2 separate regions of the Mus musculus genome follow, and region 1 is linked to region 2. A link is a contact called in public HiChIP or PLAC-seq data. All regions are on one chromosome and are shown on one strand. Each heading gives the region's core, a stretch centred on a gene start, on an enhancer-like site or on the middle of the called end of the contact. The rest is flanking DNA. Distances are from core to core; before and after follow the strand shown. Region 1 overlaps Fbxw7 (F-box and WD-40 domain protein 7). Region 2 has its middle 8.0 kb from the start of Tmem154.

Evidence for each region. HiChIP or PLAC-seq counts read pairs in DNA pulled down with a chosen protein or histone mark.
Region 1: a contact with region 2 is called in an H3K4me3 HiChIP or PLAC-seq map of embryonic stem cells, with 9 read pairs. The contact joins two enhancer-like sites. A contact is called at or near these places in 1 of 39 promoter capture datasets (hematopoietic stem and progenitor cells), 2 of 115 datasets of contacts at active chromatin or transcription factors (bone marrow-derived macrophages and embryonic stem cells) and 1 of 9 other capture datasets (adipose tissue).

What each region holds. Positions count from the first base shown.
Region 1 is chr3:84,961,817-84,965,615 of GRCm38.p6, reverse strand. It overlaps Fbxw7 (F-box and WD-40 domain protein 7), which reads right to left. Exons shown (of 14, transcript NM_001177773.1): 7 at 234-368. Among named protein-coding and RNA genes, the nearest start is that of Gm30944, 59 kb to the left of the region's middle. Within about 2 kb of position 2,470, at least 13 of the 459 cell types and tissues checked have an H3K27ac peak or open chromatin away from gene starts, as enhancers often do. A contact at or near this core is called in embryonic stem cells, where this site is marked.
Region 2 is chr3:84,656,050-84,660,381 of GRCm38.p6, reverse strand. No RefSeq gene overlaps it. Among named protein-coding and RNA genes, the nearest start is that of Tmem154, 8.0 kb to the left of the region's middle. Within about 2 kb of position 2,866, at least 80 of the 459 cell types and tissues checked have an H3K27ac peak or open chromatin away from gene starts, as enhancers often do. A contact at or near this core is called in embryonic stem cells, where this site is marked.

The sequences.
Region 1 (3,799 bases), core at 1,221-3,720, 310 kb before region 2:
TAGGGAAAAAATTCTTGAAGAAACTCAGTGACTCTCACACAAAGCCTTACTTTATCCAAGTGGAAGGAAGTAGTACCATGGTATGAATGCACTTTATGTGACAACTGTACCAAAAGGCTATAGCAGTTTGTCCAAGTGTCAACCATAATGAGCAGGACACTGCTTACAGGCTGTGGTTATGCACCCATAACCACTGGACAGCACCCAGCGGGATGCGGTTGACAGCCCCTTACCTCTTTAGGAAGCAAGGAGATGAAGTCTCGCTGGAACTGGGGCTCTATCACTTGCATCATATGCTTCACTTGTGTTGGTTCACAGCTGTCAATGAGCTCATCTAAAGCCAGCAACTTCTCTGGTCCGCTCCAGCTCTACCAAAGAGGAATTGGACACATTACAAATTCATACAAAAGACCCGCAAGCCCCTGCATGGCCATGTTTGAGCAGTGGAACCATGGACAGAAGCCACTGAAGCGACTGCAGGTTTTAGTTTCAGCAAGTTTACTCAGTAACTTTCCCAAAAAGCATTAAAAATCATGACTGGCAAACAAACAAACCAACACAAAAACAAAAAAACCAAAGTCTGCATTTATTTTTAATTATGAGAGTTATGCATTCTTCTAACACCAAGACATTGGGAGACACGAAAATCTTGTCCTAGAAACATCCATGTGGGTTACTGAATAAATAGGGAATTTTGATAGGTCATTTTTCTCTATATATTCTCTTTAGTGGACAGCCATAAAATTTTATGGCTTGAATAAGGTTTTCATCTAAGAGCTAAGAGATTTGCAACATAAAAAAATTAATAGTTGGTTATTCTGCATATCTGACAAGTATCTTCTACACACTTTAAAAATGCTTTACTTTAAAAAATGGCAAGCAATAGAAAATATTAGCTGAGTTAATACTGCAAAATTTGAATATAATCAAAGCCCAAAATGAATAAAAATGCTGTACTTATGAAAAATGAAAACACATATACTTCAAAAGTATGGGTTCCTTTAAAAAATTCTTCCCATTTGTTTGTTTTTAATATTTTCCCTCAGTGAGCATGACTGCTCACAAAAGCCATGGCTGTTTAAAGGAACAAATTTAAGGCCATATGAATAATTTAAGATGTTGGAATTTTATAATAACCATGTAAAACATTTAAGTAACTTCACAATTGTTACGTGAAAACATATCAACACAGGCCTCTGATGAAGACACCTCTAGGGGCTAATGCACCATTTTGGACATGGATGGGTAAAGAGTAACAGGCAAGGTATGGCTCTTCCTCTAAAACTTGCACTCGGATCCCATAAGATGTAAGAAACACAAAGGCTTGCAGGAAGCGGCACTCAGAGTAATTCAAGAGGTATGTATTCCCTTAGACTCTGCAGTGATGTGAACAACTATGGAACTCGGGTTAGCACTGAACTATGTCCGTGACCTACTCTACTTTGCCAGTGTAAGGAGGGGGGGGGGCTCCAGTAAGTCATGTGCTCTCCTTTCTCTTGCACATACAATGTAGAAAGCATTCACTTGTCCTCAGGGCTCTGTGCTCAATCTCTACACAACACAGCTTTGAAATGCAACACGAAGAACGCCCCACCCAGGAGCCAAAGCACTGGATTGGTTGTCTGATCCCAGAGCATTCAGGCATTGCCACAGATTCTGCCCATCTGACAACATGGTCAAATTTGATTCATCACTGACCATAAAGTATAAATAACTTAAAATTACAATTTATTGATTCACGTCCCTCACAGAATTTGAATTTTTTAAAAAAATAGTATGTTGGTTATTTTACCTATCCTACATTATAAGAAATCTGTAGACAATACCATAGCCAAGGCCATTTTGGGAGATGAACAACTATGCTAACTCAACAAAACTGCAATTTTAATTAAGCATTTGAAAGCAGAATGCAGATGCAGGAGGCTCAGAGACAAATTCAAGAAGTTCAAAACATATCTAAGACTTAGTCATTACTGTACCAGCTAAGCTACCAGCACTTCTTCTAGATTATGATATTCAGATCTCCAAATGGTCTCTCAAGCTTCCTATCTTTACTCTCCTATTCTATTTCCCAGGCAAAGTCCCTCTTCTACTTACAGCCTTAAGCCTCCATAATAAGAGACTTTTTCTGGCACAGTGATTTCCCCAAAACTGGCAGGATCCCACAGTTTACTCGAAGGAGATGCCCCACCCCCAACCCCCAAGAAAGTGCTTCTCTGGCTGTCATGAACTCACTTTGTAGACAAGGCTGGCCTCCAACTCATAGAGATCTGCCTGCCTCAACCCCTAGAGTGCAGGGATTAAAGACATGTATCAACATGCCCTGCTGATTTCTCTCTCTCTCTCTCTCTCTCTCTCTCAATGCAGGTGATTCATGAATTAGCACGAGGGAACACTAATAGAGTGTGCTTACTGTTCCAATCAGGCACAAGGTTTTAAGACCTTGGACAGCACTGAGCCTGAACTCCCATGATAGAAAACTCACTTCTTTAGAACCTAAGCAGGGCAGTCAGTCTACCTGACTGCTGTTTTGAGACACCATCTTGCACTGGAGATCACAGGCTTAAGCCACCACACCCAGTTTCCCCATCTCTATTTGAACAGTTCTTGCCCTCTCCTGTGGGCAATTCTTCTTAGTTCAAACAGCTTCATAATCCAACTCAGAAAACGTGATCTAGGTATTCCTTTCCAAAGAACCCAAGGCTCAATCTGTTTCTATTTTGATGTAAAGACTATATTAAATACAGAACTTTCCTCTAGTCTTCCCTGACTAAATACACAAAGTTCTTCAACTTCGTTACACAAGGTTTAATAAGCTTCCTTAACCATGCTGTAACAAAATTTCAAAGAAACAAAAATACTGATCTTGTTTTGTCACCTCTCTTATAGCTTTTAATCTTCTGTTACTAACAAGACTTAAATTAAGTAAAACAAGTCAGAAAACATGTGTAATTTGACTTAGCATAGAACATGGTAAATCTTTAAATATAGTTTATTCATTATAAATATCAAAACAGAAGTATTTTTTCTAGTCCATTGTTTTTAGTTGACATTTCTGTTTTTCATTAACAGGCTGTTATCTACAGTGGTGTATCGTTTGTTCTTACTCAATTTGCAAATGGAGTTGAGAGTACTTTACTAGGACAGAGGAGGCTGGACCAAGTGCTGTAACACTGCCTTAGGAGCAATAGGAGGGCAGGAAGAGGACAAGAGCTCCCATTTTGCTTGTTACACAACAGGGAAGTCACCCTCAAATGCCTCAATCGCAGATTTGTACAAAGATTGCCAGTGTACCCCTCATAGGTCAGCTCATACCACCCTCCTTTGTTCGGGAGCTAGGGCTATCTATAAGATTGGCGCTGACGCATCATAAGCCTCCAGGCAAGTGAGTCAGTTCTAGTTAGTTTGGCACCAGCCTCGAAACAAAACGAAACAAAAACAACAACAACAACAACAAAACCAGGGTTGTCTTGGCTAAGGTTTCTATTGCTGTGACAAACCAGCAAGACCAAAGAGCAAGTTGGGGAGGGAAGGGTTTATTTAGCATATACCTCCATATTGCTGTTCATTATTGAAGGAAGGCAGGACAGAAACCTAAACAGAGCAGAATCCTGAAGGTGGGAGCTGACAGAGGCCATGGAGGAATGCTGCTTACTGACTTGCTTCCCCTGGCTTGCTCAGCCTGCTTTCTTACAGACCCTCAGAGATGGCACCACCCACAAGAGGTTGGGTCCTCCCCAGTGATCACTAATAGAGAAAATGCCTTAAAACTGGATCTCATTGAAGCATTTCCTCAACT
Region 2 (4,332 bases), core at 1,617-4,116:
ACCCTCCTCCTCATCCCCCTCTCCAATGATCCTCCCCAAACTCCTTCCTCAACGCCCCTCCCATCCCTCCTTTCCAATTTTCCTCCCCAACTCCCTTTCCCAACCTCCTAACTCCCTTCTCCAAGACCCCCTCCCCAACTTCCCTCCGTACTTCCAAGCAGGGCCAACATCATCCTTCCTCTACCATCCTTTCAAGACCCATCAGACCACAACAAGCTCTATCCTGTATCTGTAACCCCTCCTAGCAATCTTAGGCATCTATGGCCTCCCACACCTCTTAGAGGGAATTAATCTTCCTTCCACTGCAGTTTCCTTTCTGATCCTATCTTCCCGTCGTCCCTGCACTCCCGCGTCTCTTAGAACATGTTTGCAAGTAAGGCACACACAGTGTTAATAGCAAAGTCTACTCTAAAATGTGCATTCAGATCAATGGTCTCAGTGTCATCTTTCTTTTTTCAATGCCTGGTGTGTGTGTGTGTGTGTGTGTGTGTGTGTGTGTGTATGTGTGTGTGTGTGTGTGTGTGTGTGTGTGTGTGTGTGTGTGTGTGTTGGGAGGGACAGACCCTAGGACCTTATGTGTGCTTGGCAAGAAGAGTTCCGCTCCAGCCCGGTTTCCCATTTAATTGTACATTTCATGTTTACAGTTGATGATATCCCAGCCAGCTAAATCCTCAATGCTAACAAAACTGGGAAATACAAAGACACCAAGGTCTGGGGAATACAGCAAACTGTAAGAGAATTAGGAAACTGCTGTGAAAGACTCCCATGTGATGGTGCCTGTGTGTGCAGTGCCCCAAACTCGCTGCTCTTTAAAAGATGCTGCATCCACAGAGAGAGGGGTGGATGGTAATGACTTTTTTTTTATCAAAATATATCTGGGAGTGCATCACAGTGGCAGAACCCTTGCCTAGCATGCAAGAGGCCTTGGGTTCCATCTCCCAACACTGCAGAAGAAATGAAATAATCTGGTTTTTTTGTTAAAGAAATACAAGATTTGCAACAGAAATAACAAGAATGCCTTGATAGTGTACACATTGTTGGCAGCTCAACACTCAGTTTACAGCAAGCCTGTCTAAGCTGGGGCCTTGTCCTCTGAAAACCTTTATCTGGTGGCCATATAGAATCTCTGTCAAGGATTTGGGATCCTCATGTGAGTGCTTACTTTTGTGTCCATGTATGTGCATGTTCATGTGTGTGTCTGTGTATGTTTCCAAGTGCAGTTTTCTCTCTCTCTCTGTCTCTCTCTGTGTCTCTCACTCTCACTCTCTCCTGTGTGTGTGTGTGTGTGTGTGTGTGCAGTGCCCTAGGAAACCAGAAGAGGGCAGCAGATTCCCTGGAACTGGAGTGAAAAGTGGTTGTCAGACATCAGACAAATCCCTGTCCCCTGAAAGAACATCAAGGGCTTTTAACCCCTGAGGCATCTCTCCAGCCCCCAAAGTCATTCCTTCACTTGTAGGCTTTACCCTGTGCATAGCAGCTGATGGAACACTCCTGCGCTCATCGCTGCTAACACACTTCAGTTACAATATTCACCAGTCACAGCTCAAGTGTGGGGAAATGGTGACCTCTCTACCTTTCTGTCATTCCTCCAGCACATCATGCCATGGTGACCTGAACAGGCTCACTCCCAGATACAATCTGTGCAGTGACTTCCCATGTTTCAGAATCAGCCTCACTCATCTCTGGAGTCCACTCAACCCTCCAGGAGTGTTTCCACTAGGATTGCCTGGGAATTCCAAAGAATCAGCAGGGGAGGTAGTTTCCAAACTCTGGCTCTTAGACCATCAAAAGTCAAAATGGAACTGGTTTATCCTTGTATCTTATCTGTGTGTCCTCTTCCTGAACCACATGGAGTCACTTGCTACTTTGGACGCACACCAAGTGGCCAGGGTCCCCCACACATGTGTCATGTTTATGTACTCTTGCCCCACCCTGCCAGAGTAGTCAAGCTGCAGCAACTCGGGGAACTCCTGCAGGGGAAGGGAGGAATACAGTTGCCCACGGTTGGTCCACAGAATTGGGAGTCACACACCCATGGTCTCATTCTTCCTTCCTCTAACTAGATTTTCTGTGAAACAGCAGGGCCGGGGCTAGAGCGACAGCTCAGCCGTGAAGAACACCAGCTCTTCTTCTGAAAAACCCAAGTTTGTTTTCCAGCACCTATGCTAGATGCCTTACATCTGCCTGGAACTCCAGATCCAAGGGATCCAACGCCCTCTTCTGGCCTTCACACGTACCTGCATGCATATGTGATAGAGTCTCATAAAGATACACACATACACATAAATAAATATAAACCCTGAAGAAAGAAAATAGCAGGGCTGACTAAGATACTGTATCCTCAACATTGATTCAGCACGGCCACCAGATACAGGTCTTCAGAGGACAAGGCCTCAGCTTAGCCAGGCTTGCTGCAAACACCTGTGAACTGGATTCTTCTTCCTCCACCTCCTCCTCCTCTTCATCAGTTTCCTAACATTATGTGGGGTGTGTGTGTCCGTGTGTGTGTGTGTATGTAGGAGCACATACCATAGCACACATGGGAGTTCAGAGGACAACTTGGAGTCAGTTCTGTGCTACCATATGAGTCCCAGGAACCTAATTCAGGTCTCCAGGCTTTGCGGCAAGCACCTTCGCAAGCCGAGCCATCTTGACCTGGAGTCAGGTTCTCGAGCCTGCCCACCATCACAAAACTCTGGAAATGAGAAGAACGCAGTAGCTGTGGCTGGCTATGAATGGAAGACAGTGAGCAGAGCAGACAAACAGCTGAGTGTCACCGAGGTGAAGCAGGGCTACCAGGGGGCTGTAGGATAATACTCAGTGACACATCCCTGGGCTCCACCCCCACACCAAAATAAAAGGGAGAAAGAAAGGAGGAAGCAGTGTAGCCTTGGGCCATAGGCGGGGCTTGTCAGGGAAGCTTACAGTTCAGAAACCCGGAGGAAGGAAATAAACAAACAGAGAGCTGGGAGGTGAGCCCTTTCCTGGCAGCAGGTGAAGCAACAGGTGCAGGGCTTAGCTGAAACTAAGAACAGTCCAGCAGTGTGATCATTTCCATTAGAGCCCCACGGGACATCGAGCCATGGTGGCGACAACATGCTTCCACACCCAAAGCTCAGCTCCAACTCTCCTGAGTGGCCAGGTCATGGGCTTATGTATCTCACACTACGTCTTCTTTCTTTGAAAACTGGTTCCCCCTTTCAGGGATCAGAGCTCCCTTTTCAAATGCCTGTTACTTATGAGTACCTTTGAGGAGCCTCAGCTTTTCCACTGGCCCTGTCTTCCCCGTGGGCCAAGCCGTTTAAGAGTTGCTTTCATCACAGAACTGAGTGGGAGAGACAGCGTGACAGGTGTGGACAAAACTTTGTAAGAATTCTCACAGACTCTGGCTTGTCCTACTGAGTACCTGTGATCTTGTATTTCCGGGCCACCACGAGCCCCAGAACATTACACTGACTCTAAGGCTAGAATCCAGCCGAGTGGTGGTGGCCCACGCCTTTAATCCCAGCACTTGGGAGGCAGAGACAGGCGGATTTCTGAGTTTGAGGCCAGCCTGGTCTACAAAGTGAGTTCCAGGACAGCCAGGGCTGTACAGAGAAACCCTGTCTTGAAAAAACAAAAACAAATAAACCAACCAAACAAAAAAACCTGGTATCCACCTGAGGGCAGCCGGTCTGAAGACAGATGCTGACAAGGACAAACTACGGAGTTGGTGCAGCAGCAACCCTGGGAAAGACAGCTGTTCACACTCAATAATGTCACCTTCATCCCCCTCCTTCAGGAGTCCCCTACTCAACCCAGAGCCAGCTGTTGATTCATGGCAGTCTGGGGTTCCTGAATCACTGAGCAGTTGCAAGAGGACACAGGTCCTCCGAGGTAATAACTGGAGACTACAGCAACAGTGAACCATTTAAGTTGCACTCTGGGGTCTTTGTCTCCTCATGTTCCGGTTGTGTGACCTAGACAAGCTCTCTGACCGGCCACATGCTTAAGGAAGCGGGATCCTTGTCTAGATTAATTGGATCACTTCCTTCTACTCGGAGCACGCAGCATAGCCTACAGCGATTAGCACACACTGGATGAACCAAAGGAAAGAGGCTGGGGGGGGGGGTGTAGATCTGGGCTTGCCAAACACAGGGCCCTGGGTTTAAGCCCTCAGTGCTGCAAAAAAAAGAAAGAAAGAAAGAGAGAGAGAGAGAGAGAGAGAGAGAGAGAGAGAGAGAGAGAGAGAGAGAAAGAAAGAAAGAAAGAAAGAAAGAAAGAAAGAAAGAAAGAAAGAAAGAACGATTAAAGAGAAGCTGCAGAGGTGGCTCAGCAGTTAAGAGCACTGAC